Linked DNA regions of Sus scrofa: region 2 is linked to region 1. Evidence: chromatin contacts called from public promoter capture Hi-C data. All regions are on one chromosome and are shown on one strand. The core of a region is the stretch at or near the end of the contact, and the rest is flanking DNA. Distances in the headings are between cores, read along the strand shown. Region 1 holds the start of LOC106510645 (myotubularin-related protein 9). Region 2 holds the start of YARS (tyrosine--tRNA ligase, cytoplasmic).

The links. Promoter capture Hi-C pulls out the DNA fragments that hold promoters and counts their contacts.
Region 2: a contact with region 1 is called in a promoter capture Hi-C map of fetal liver, with 2.0 times the contacts expected there. The contact joins the promoter of YARS here to the promoter of LOC106510645 in region 1. A contact is called at or near these places in 1 of 5 promoter capture datasets (fetal liver) and 1 of 2 datasets of contacts at active chromatin or transcription factors (alveolar macrophages).

What each region holds. Positions count from the first base shown.
Region 1 is chr6:88,710,693-88,714,962 of Sscrofa11.1, forward strand. It overlaps LOC106510645 (myotubularin-related protein 9), which reads right to left and starts at 2,156. Exons shown (of 11, transcript XM_021095804.1): 1 at 1,968-2,156; 2 at 1,497-1,816; 3 at 1,208-1,316; 4 at 865-990; 5 at 576-749; 6 at 1-84. The coding sequence starts at 1,681.
Region 2 is chr6:89,116,659-89,120,928 of Sscrofa11.1, forward strand. It overlaps YARS (tyrosine--tRNA ligase, cytoplasmic), which reads right to left and starts at 2,179. Exons shown (of 14, transcript XM_013999119.2): 1 at 1,813-2,179; 2 at 1,579-1,703. It overlaps S100PBP (S100P-binding protein), which reads left to right and starts at 2,345. Exons shown (of 8, transcript XM_021095828.1): 1 at 2,345-2,484.

The DNA of each region.
Region 1 (4,270 bases), core at 906-3,405:
CAGCACAGCTCGCAGCAGCTCCTCATCCTCAGCACAACGCCGCTTCTGAGGCCCAGTCAGGGGCTGGCTGGAACGTAGCACCGCCTGCGAACAAGGAACAAGGACTCGGCTCCGGAAGCCTTACCCACCTAGCCCTGGTTCAGGGACTTTGTTCATAGGGTCCCTAGGCCAGGGCTACATACACACTGGAGCAGGGCTAGAGCCGGAAGGGGCGCAGAAGGCCCATGGGCGTCGGACCCAGGTCTGGGTGGCTTGTGGCCGGAGTGGGTAGGGACCTGATGGGTAGACCGTGGGTGGGTCATGGGTTGACAAAGGAGGGACGAGGCTCCAGGGGGCCCAAACCAGCCGAAGTCTGGGCGGGACATAGGCGAGGCTCCGAAAACCGGAGAGAGGGGCGGGGTCCGCGTCGGTGAAAGCAGGATTGAGCCGAGGGGGGCAGAGCCAGAATAGAGCCGGAGCCCCGCAACAGCCGCCAGGCAACAGCCGGGCAACGAACTGGCCAGACCAGTGCAGAGAAGACCCAAGGAGGGAGCAGAGGCTTCTAGCGGCGGGGTCTGGGGAGGGGCGGGGCTCACAGTTCCGCTGGGAGCGTGGTAGTAGCTGAGAACCGGGAAGCGGCCTCCCTGGCGGAAGCGGGCGCTGCGCGCCAGGGCATCGTTGTTCACCGCTCGAGGCACGATCACAGCGCGGGGGTAACTGGGGCACAAACTGAAGTCCTCGTTCGCCTCGCTCAGCCGCCAAGCGTTGGTCTGTGGCACAAGAAGGAGCAAAGATCAGGTCTAGGGCTCCCAGTGAGTGCCCCGTCCCTGCTCCCCTTCCAGGGCCGGCTCTTCCACATTCCCAGGCCCCCACGACCGCGCCCACCTCGCGAGCTACTCTCTTGTAGTAGCTTTCGGGCGGGTGGAAGTGCCAGGCATCGCCCAATCTCAAGCTCTTGGGACGGTAGAAGAATGGAAAGGAGGTGATGACTGATTCCAGGGAGGACAGCGCCTGGGAAGGAAGTCAAGGCATCTGGGAAAGGTTGGAATCCAGCCCTCCGCACCGCAGCTCTCGCCTCTCCATCTACTCCAGAACCCTCTGCATCTCTTTGCCATTAGCTTTGCTCCAGAATAACACTGGATGCTGGGTCCCCTTGAGCGATAACCCCCGCTGACCCCCTCGTTAAGGGATAGGTAGCTTAAGGGCCTCTGGTGCACCCTTGGCGGACCTCGATGGAGCGGGCGATGTCCAGCGTCGCCTCCACGCCCTCTATTTCTAGCTGCAACACTCGCAGGTCCTTACAGCGCAGCGTGATGGTGCCGGAGTCACCCTCGACCCTAGAGATGTACGGGTTTAGGCTTAATGTCCCCCGCCCCCGACCAGGGGAGGAGAAGGGAGTTTCGTAGGGTCGCACGTTATGCAGGGGCGCACCAGCTCCAACAGCGCTTGCCCTTCCCCCTCTCCCTGCGGAGCCGCGCGCTCCCCAACTACCCGGACGTCGCCGCCACGTCTCTCACCGCTTCTCGATGGAGTCGACACTACGCAACAGCAGCAGCCACAGATCTGGAGTCGCCTGGGCCCCTGGCGACAGCAGCAGGTGGTGGCCGGTGACGCAGAGCGTGCCGCGCAGCGGGGGCGTCTCCGAGCCCCGCAGGAGCTCGGCTTGGGCTTGGCCCGTACGTATCAGCTCCGAGAACTCCATTCCTCCAGCGGAGGGCCTGGGGCCCGACAGGAGGACAGACTCTAGGAGCGTCAGGCGGGTGAGCGCGGACTCCGAAAGGGACAGGAACTGGCTGGGCAGCTGGCGACGCCGGCAGGACAGCTGTTAAGGAGGCCCCTTGGAGGAAAAGATCACACAGCGTCACAGGACCCCCCCCCCCCATTGCCAACACTTCTTAGTGAGACCCTGGGGCTAGTAGAAACTGTTAAGGAAACCTCAATTTCATCATCTGTGAAATGGGGAGAATAACCTTGGTAAAGCCCTTTACCTCCTGCCTGAGTTGCCGGAGGACCTCATTTTTGTGTGTTGCTGTTGTTTTTAATTCTGGGGAGCTGGCACTCCCACTGATTTCAAAAAATAAAGGAAAAGACCGTCTTTCTCCTGTACCCTGGTGGAAGGGGTAGAAAGGGTAGATGTGAAACGGGGAACTGTCTGCATCCTCCCCTACGGCGGAGGCAGGGTGGGGGGAAAATCCCCTGGTCCACCTTAAACACAAGCAGCTGTGTCGCTGGCGCCCCTCCCCCACCACAGCTGGAAGTCCCTGCCTGAGGGCGCCCTCTATGGGGGCCACTTCTGGTACAGAAGCCCCATCCCGCGTCTCTCCATCCTTCCACCAAACATGAATGGACTCTGCACCGAGCTGGGCCTTACATTGGGTGTTGAGACGCAAGGATGGCCGAGGGAAGTTCCGTTCACAGAGTTTTCAGCCTGGGAAAAGACGCACTTAAGCTGGAAGACCCATCCATCCAAGTGTTCTTATATTTCTTTAACACTGATGCCTACACCGTGTTAAAGGCTGATTACCAAGAAGAAATGTCTCCCTGCCTTTAACGAGCCTTCTGGTCTACCAGGTTTCAGGCTTTTGTGTGTGTGCAAGACCCTTCTTTCAAATAATGAAGTCATCGGTGGACCCTCCCCCCCATCATATAAACATAAAGTTGGAACCACTCTGTGAAAGGAATCAGACATAAAAGAGTACGAATTGTAAAATTCCAGACCAGCTGAAATCAGCTGGGATGGGAATTCCTCAGAAATGCAAATTATCAGGCCCTACCTGACATACACTGAATCTGAAGCTCTGGGAATGGGGCCCAGCAATCTGCTTAAACAAGCTTTCCAGGCAATTCTGATCCATGCTGAAGTTGAGAACACTGGAAAGTATACAAAAAGGCAAAGCGAATCTATGCTGTCAGAAATTAGGGTAGTATCACTGAAACCAAGTCCCCCTAAAACTAAGTTCTCTCTCTCTCTCTTTTTTTTTTTTGCATTTCTTTTTTTTTTTTTTTAAGATTTTTATTTTTTCGGAGTTCCCGTTGTGGCTCAGTGGTTAACAACGACTAGGAACCATGAGGTTGTGGGTTCGATCCCTGGCCGCGCTCAGTGGGTTAAGGATCCAGTATTGCCATGAGCTGTGGTGTAGATCACAGACCCGGCTTGGATCTGGCGTTGCTGTGGCTGTGGCTACAGCTCCGATTAGACCCCTAGCCTGGGACCTCCATATGCCGCGGGTGCGGCCCTAAAAAAGACAAAAAAACAAACAAAATAAAATAAAAATTAAAAAAAAATAAAAGCAAGTTCTCTTACTGAGTTTATGATTCTCTCTATCCAAACTTTAATCCCCTTTTTGTCCCCTTTGACCATAATCTTGTGCTAACTGAATAATCAACCAGAGTGAGGTGACTAAAATTGCTGTTGTCAGTAACATCACTAATGTACTAAAATTGCTATTCTAGATATCGTCATTAACAGACAAACTCCAGTTGTTTCTCCAGGGCAAGATGAGGTAACAGCTCATCAGCCCGAAGCCATGGACTCCCTAGCCAGATAATCTTAAACCAGAGACATCCTGACGCCTGAAACTACAATTAAGAAACGTCACATGAGTTCCTGTCGTGGCGCAGTGGTTAACGAATCCGACTAGGAACCATGAGGTTGCGGGTTCGATCCCTGCCCTTGCTCAGTGGGTTAATGATCTGGCGTTGCCGTGAGCTGTGGTGCAGGTTGCAGAAGCGGCTCAGATCCCGAGTTGCTGTGGCTCTGGCATAGGCCAGTGGCTACAGCTCCAATTTGACCCCTAGCCTGGGAAACTCCATATGCCGCGGAGCAGCCCATTGTGGCTCAGCAATAACAAACCCAACTAGTACGAGGACACAGGTTCCATCCCTGGCCTTACTCGGTGGGTTCAGGATTTGGCATTGCTGCAAGCTCTGGTGTCGATCAAAGATGCAGCTCACATCTGGCATTGCTGTGGCTGTGGCGTAGGCCAGCAGCTGCAGCTCTGATTCGACCCCTAGCCTGGGAACTTCCATGTGCTGCAGGTGCGGCCCCAAAAAGACAAAAAAAAAAAAAAAAAAAAAAAAGAAAAGAAAAAAGGAAATGAAGAAATGTCACAGAAACAGAAACGTCACAAGATGATGATTAATCCCAGCCTCTTTGTTCTTCCCCTTAAAAAAAACAAAAACAAAAATCTAACCCTCAAAGACCAAGTTCGAGTGGATCTGGGGCTTTTTTCCTACTCCTTTGTTGCCCCCACCCCCGAAGTGAACCCTTACTTTGTTGCAAAGTCAGATC
Region 2 (4,270 bases), core at 929-3,428, 410 kb after region 1:
CTCAAGGAAAGGTTGTTATCACTTACCCTTTAAAACCTAAGTCATCACCATTAGCTTTGTGTGTCATTTGTCCCCAACCTCTATTTTATGGAGAGAGGCTAAGAAAGGATATGGCTAAGGGGAAACATGCAAAACATCCCTCTGGTTAAGATCAAGTTATGAGTGAAAAGAACCCAAATGTCTATCAATGGACAAATGAAGAAACAAAATGTGGTATATCCATACAATGGAATATTATTCAGCCATAAAAGGAATAGAGTTCTGATAAATGCGAAAACATGGATCAAACTTGAAAACATTATTCTAACGCAAAAAACCAGATGCAAAAGCCCATATACTATGATTCCATTTCTATGAAAGGTCCAGAATAGGCAAATTAGAGACAGAAAGATTAGTGTTTCCCTAGGGTTGGGGCAGGGGAGGAATGAGCAGTGATTGCTAATGGGTACAGGTTACTTTTGATGATGAAAATGTTCTGGAATGAAATAATGGTGATAATTGCACAACCCTGTGACATCAAATTTCACAGAGCTGCACACTGTAAAAAGGGGTGGATTTTATGGCATGTGAATTCCATCTATTAAAAAGAAAGAAAAACAAGCTGTGGCCAACCAATGTATCACTGCTCTTAGAATACACCCCGATTTTATTTTATTTTTTTCTTTTGCTGCACCTGAGGCATGTGGAAGTTCCCATGCCAGGGATCGAACCTGCACAACAGCAGCAGCCTGAGAAGCTGCAGTGACAAAGCAGATCCTTAAACCACTGTGCCACAAGGGAACTCCAATGCCCCAATTTTATTTTATGTCTTTTTAGGGCTGCAGCCACGGCATATGGAGGTTCCCAGGTTAGAGGTCCAATCGGAGCTGTACCTGCCGGCCTACGCCACAGCTCATGGCAATGCCAGATCCTTAACCCACTGAGCTAGGCCAGGGATCGAACCTGCGTCCTCATGGCTGATAGTCGGGTTCGTTAACCACTGAGCCACCATGAGAACTCTCAATACCTCAATTTTAAACACAGCCTTCAAAGCCCTCATAACCTGGTCCCTGCCTACTCCTCCTAAACAAACAAGTCTAAACAAACAAGTAAAATATATAGTTATGTCAGGCGGTGATAAATTCTAAAGGGGAAATAACAACAGAAAAAGGTAGAGCAAGAGATGAAGCAGTTCTGGTGGCAGGGGGGTTGTTATTTACATAAAGCAGTCTGGAAAGGCCTTCTGGACAATGTGACAATAGAAGCCTGAAAAAGTCAAGGGAATGAGCAATGTAAATATTTACTAAGTGCTTGATCCGCATTTTGCTCCCTTTACTCCAGCCAAGTTAGCCTTCTTTCTGAACCAGTGTTCTCTCTCCCCTCTGCTTCCCGACCTGGGTTCCTTCCACCTGACAAGTTCTTCCCCTCATTATTCTGGTTAACATCTACTCCTGAAGGAAACAGCCGGAACAAATGTGGAGTGAAGAGGTGATCTGCATCGTTTAGAGCGCAGTTTAGAGATCACTTCCTCAGCCTTCCCTGACACTCCCCAGCCCTCCCTCATAATTTCTTTTCAAGAAAGATCTCTGCATAAAGTACCTTCCACTGCTTGTTTCAACCGCAATTAAATGTCTGGATTATGGGTCATTTTCAACATCTGGTTTCCTCCGGATATGCTCTGGGAGGGCAGGGCCCTGATGTATCCACAGCTCCTAGCACCGCGCCTGGCACATAATAAAGTGGGTTGGGTGGGAGCCCTGGATTCAAAGCCTGGCTCAACACAAGTAACTGCACGCATGAGGTGAGCTCAACCGTGATTTCTGTGGTACCTACGTAACGGCTGCTAGACTGACTGACTGACGGAAGGGCAGTGAAGACTGCAGCTTCTCTCAAGGCTGCGGAGTGCTCGGCCCCACAGCCTTAGAACCCTGAAGCCCTGCTCAAGATCACAGGACTTCCGGCCCCCTGTCCGCATCCGCGCACTTCCAACCCCGAGGCTCGACCTGTAGGTTCCGGGTGATAAGGTGCAGCTTCTCTTCAGGGCTCAGAGCGTCTCCCATGGTTTTGTCGATCCCGTCTCCGGCGTTCCGCCCGACACCCGTGCGCCTTCGGTGGCTACCGCCACCGCGTGCAGGGAACTGTCACGCGGGTCCAGTTAGGTTGCATCAGCTGAGCTCGTCGCTCGGCTTGCTCGGTCTGGACCCTTCTCCTGCTAGTGGCCAGGAGAGAGTCAGGAGCAGTGGAAAGTCGAACGAGTCGATGAGACGAAAAGGGGTGGAGCAAATAGGCGGGGTAGGCAGTGCAGGGGCGGGGTTGCGACGCCTGCGCCGGGCCCAACCCTCTGGTAGGCGGGGCGGTTTCCTGCCAATCACTAACCGTTTGCCCTCCCCCTGGCGTTGGACCGGCTGCCTCGGGGTGGGGGAGGTCGGGGAGGGGGCGATAAAATGGCGCAGGGGGCGGAGTGAGGCGCAGTCGTTCGTCTAGGTTTCGGCCCGGCTTCCGGAGGTGAACAGCCGGAGGGAGGAGGGGGTCGGCGTTCCTTGGCTGGGCGGGGGATGGGGGCGCCTGTTGCTTCTCCAGAGGGCCGCGCACACCGTCCGCCCCTCTGAGGGGTTGAGAGGCCCTTGCCCAGCTGGGAAAGGGCTTATTATCATTTCTGAGGTGATGGCGGCGGGAGGGGGATAGTGTCTCTGCCTCCCCACCTCCTTGTCGGTGGGCGATAGATGCCCCTCACTCTGCCGAGGCAAAGGGAGGCTGTCTGGTTACCCGAGAGCGCGGAGCGAGGTCCGTTCTCTCTACCCAGTGGGGGTGGGGTGGTGGAGGTGAGGGGGGAGGGTTGCCTCTGCCCCCTACACTGCGGCGCGGGTTGGGGGGGGGTGACTATTTTTCCGGCCGCGCCTTGCGGGCTGGGGAGGGGAAGGCAGACCCGCCCCAGGGGAGAGCCAGCCCCGGGTCCAGCGGACGTCAGGGTGGGCAGCCGTCTGCAGGGTGAGGGTGCATCGTTACCAGCTGGGGGGGCCGCTTTTGCCCCTGCTGGGGGAGGGGTGGGGTGCCAGCCCAGCGCTTCTCCCGCCTTCCGCGGGGAGGCGGGAATTCTTGGTCTTTAGGGAGGAGGGAAGTGCGAAGGCCCTGCCCCGAGGGCGATGCCTATAGCACTTACAAGGGAGAGCTGGGGGAGGTAGAACCGCATCCTACGAAGGGTGGACTGCGGCCCCCTTCCTCCAAGCTCTCGAGCACTGGAGGCGCCACCAGTTCCTTCCTGGGCGGGATGGCAGGCATTTGGCACCTCAGGGTGGGCCCTGGAGAGGAAGTGATTCAATTGCCCACCTGCTACCCCAACCTGATCTCCAGTTTCCTGTGGATTTGTTAGAGGCTTCAAGCTTTAACAAACCTGTCTTAAATCATTTCAAAAACATTTTCTTGTTAAAAAGAAACCTGTTGCTGCAGCTGAGTGGTATTTGGTCTCTAAGCCCACGTGGGAGGAAAGTTCTGGCATCTTTATCTAAGTGAAGCCTTACCTAAAACAGATTTCCAGCCCTGGGTTGCTTTTCTGTCCTGCATTGTTTACAGTTATCTCAAAGGTAGTTGCAAAATTCTGACAGATAATTTCAGTTTACTTTGATTCAGTTTAAATGTTAATGCCCGTTTTATATAGTGATAAGCCTAGTGAGTGCCATTAGTGCTGTCTGTCTCACATGTATTGCATTTAGGAAAAGTTGGAAATCATAGGTCCAGCCTTTGATTGAGGAAGTTTGGTCTCTTGGAAACAGTCCTTGCCCTTGGCCATACCTGTCAGATACAAGTTGGTAATGGTCTTGGTTTTAGAGCCTTGAAAGAGGGTATGGGGTTGCATCTGTTGTTGCAGTTTCAGTGACCTGAGTAAAATGAGGCTTTGTGCTTTCAGGCAGTAAGTTTTCTTGGGTACAATAAAAATAGAAAGGGAACCAGTTTCTGAGGTTGCAACCAGGAGGTTAGAGAACAGAGCGAGGGGGTGGTAAACTGAAGTGAAGAAGTGGGTGGACAGGTGAGAGAGACTTGGAAGGACAGAATAGGGTCAAAGGAGGATGGGGAGCAGAGGAATTAAGAGACTTGAGAGATGGGAAAAATATTTTTCCCTTAAAAATCAGGAGATCTCATATTTTAGATCACTGCAAAGCAAATGCCAAGGAAGTCAGATGATGGTAGAATGGCAGATAGAGAAGTGCTCATGTTGTCTTGTGGAACTTCACTTTGGAACTTCAGTTTTATCTGAGATTTTATTTTCCTCCCTTCAAATTTACTAAATTCAGCT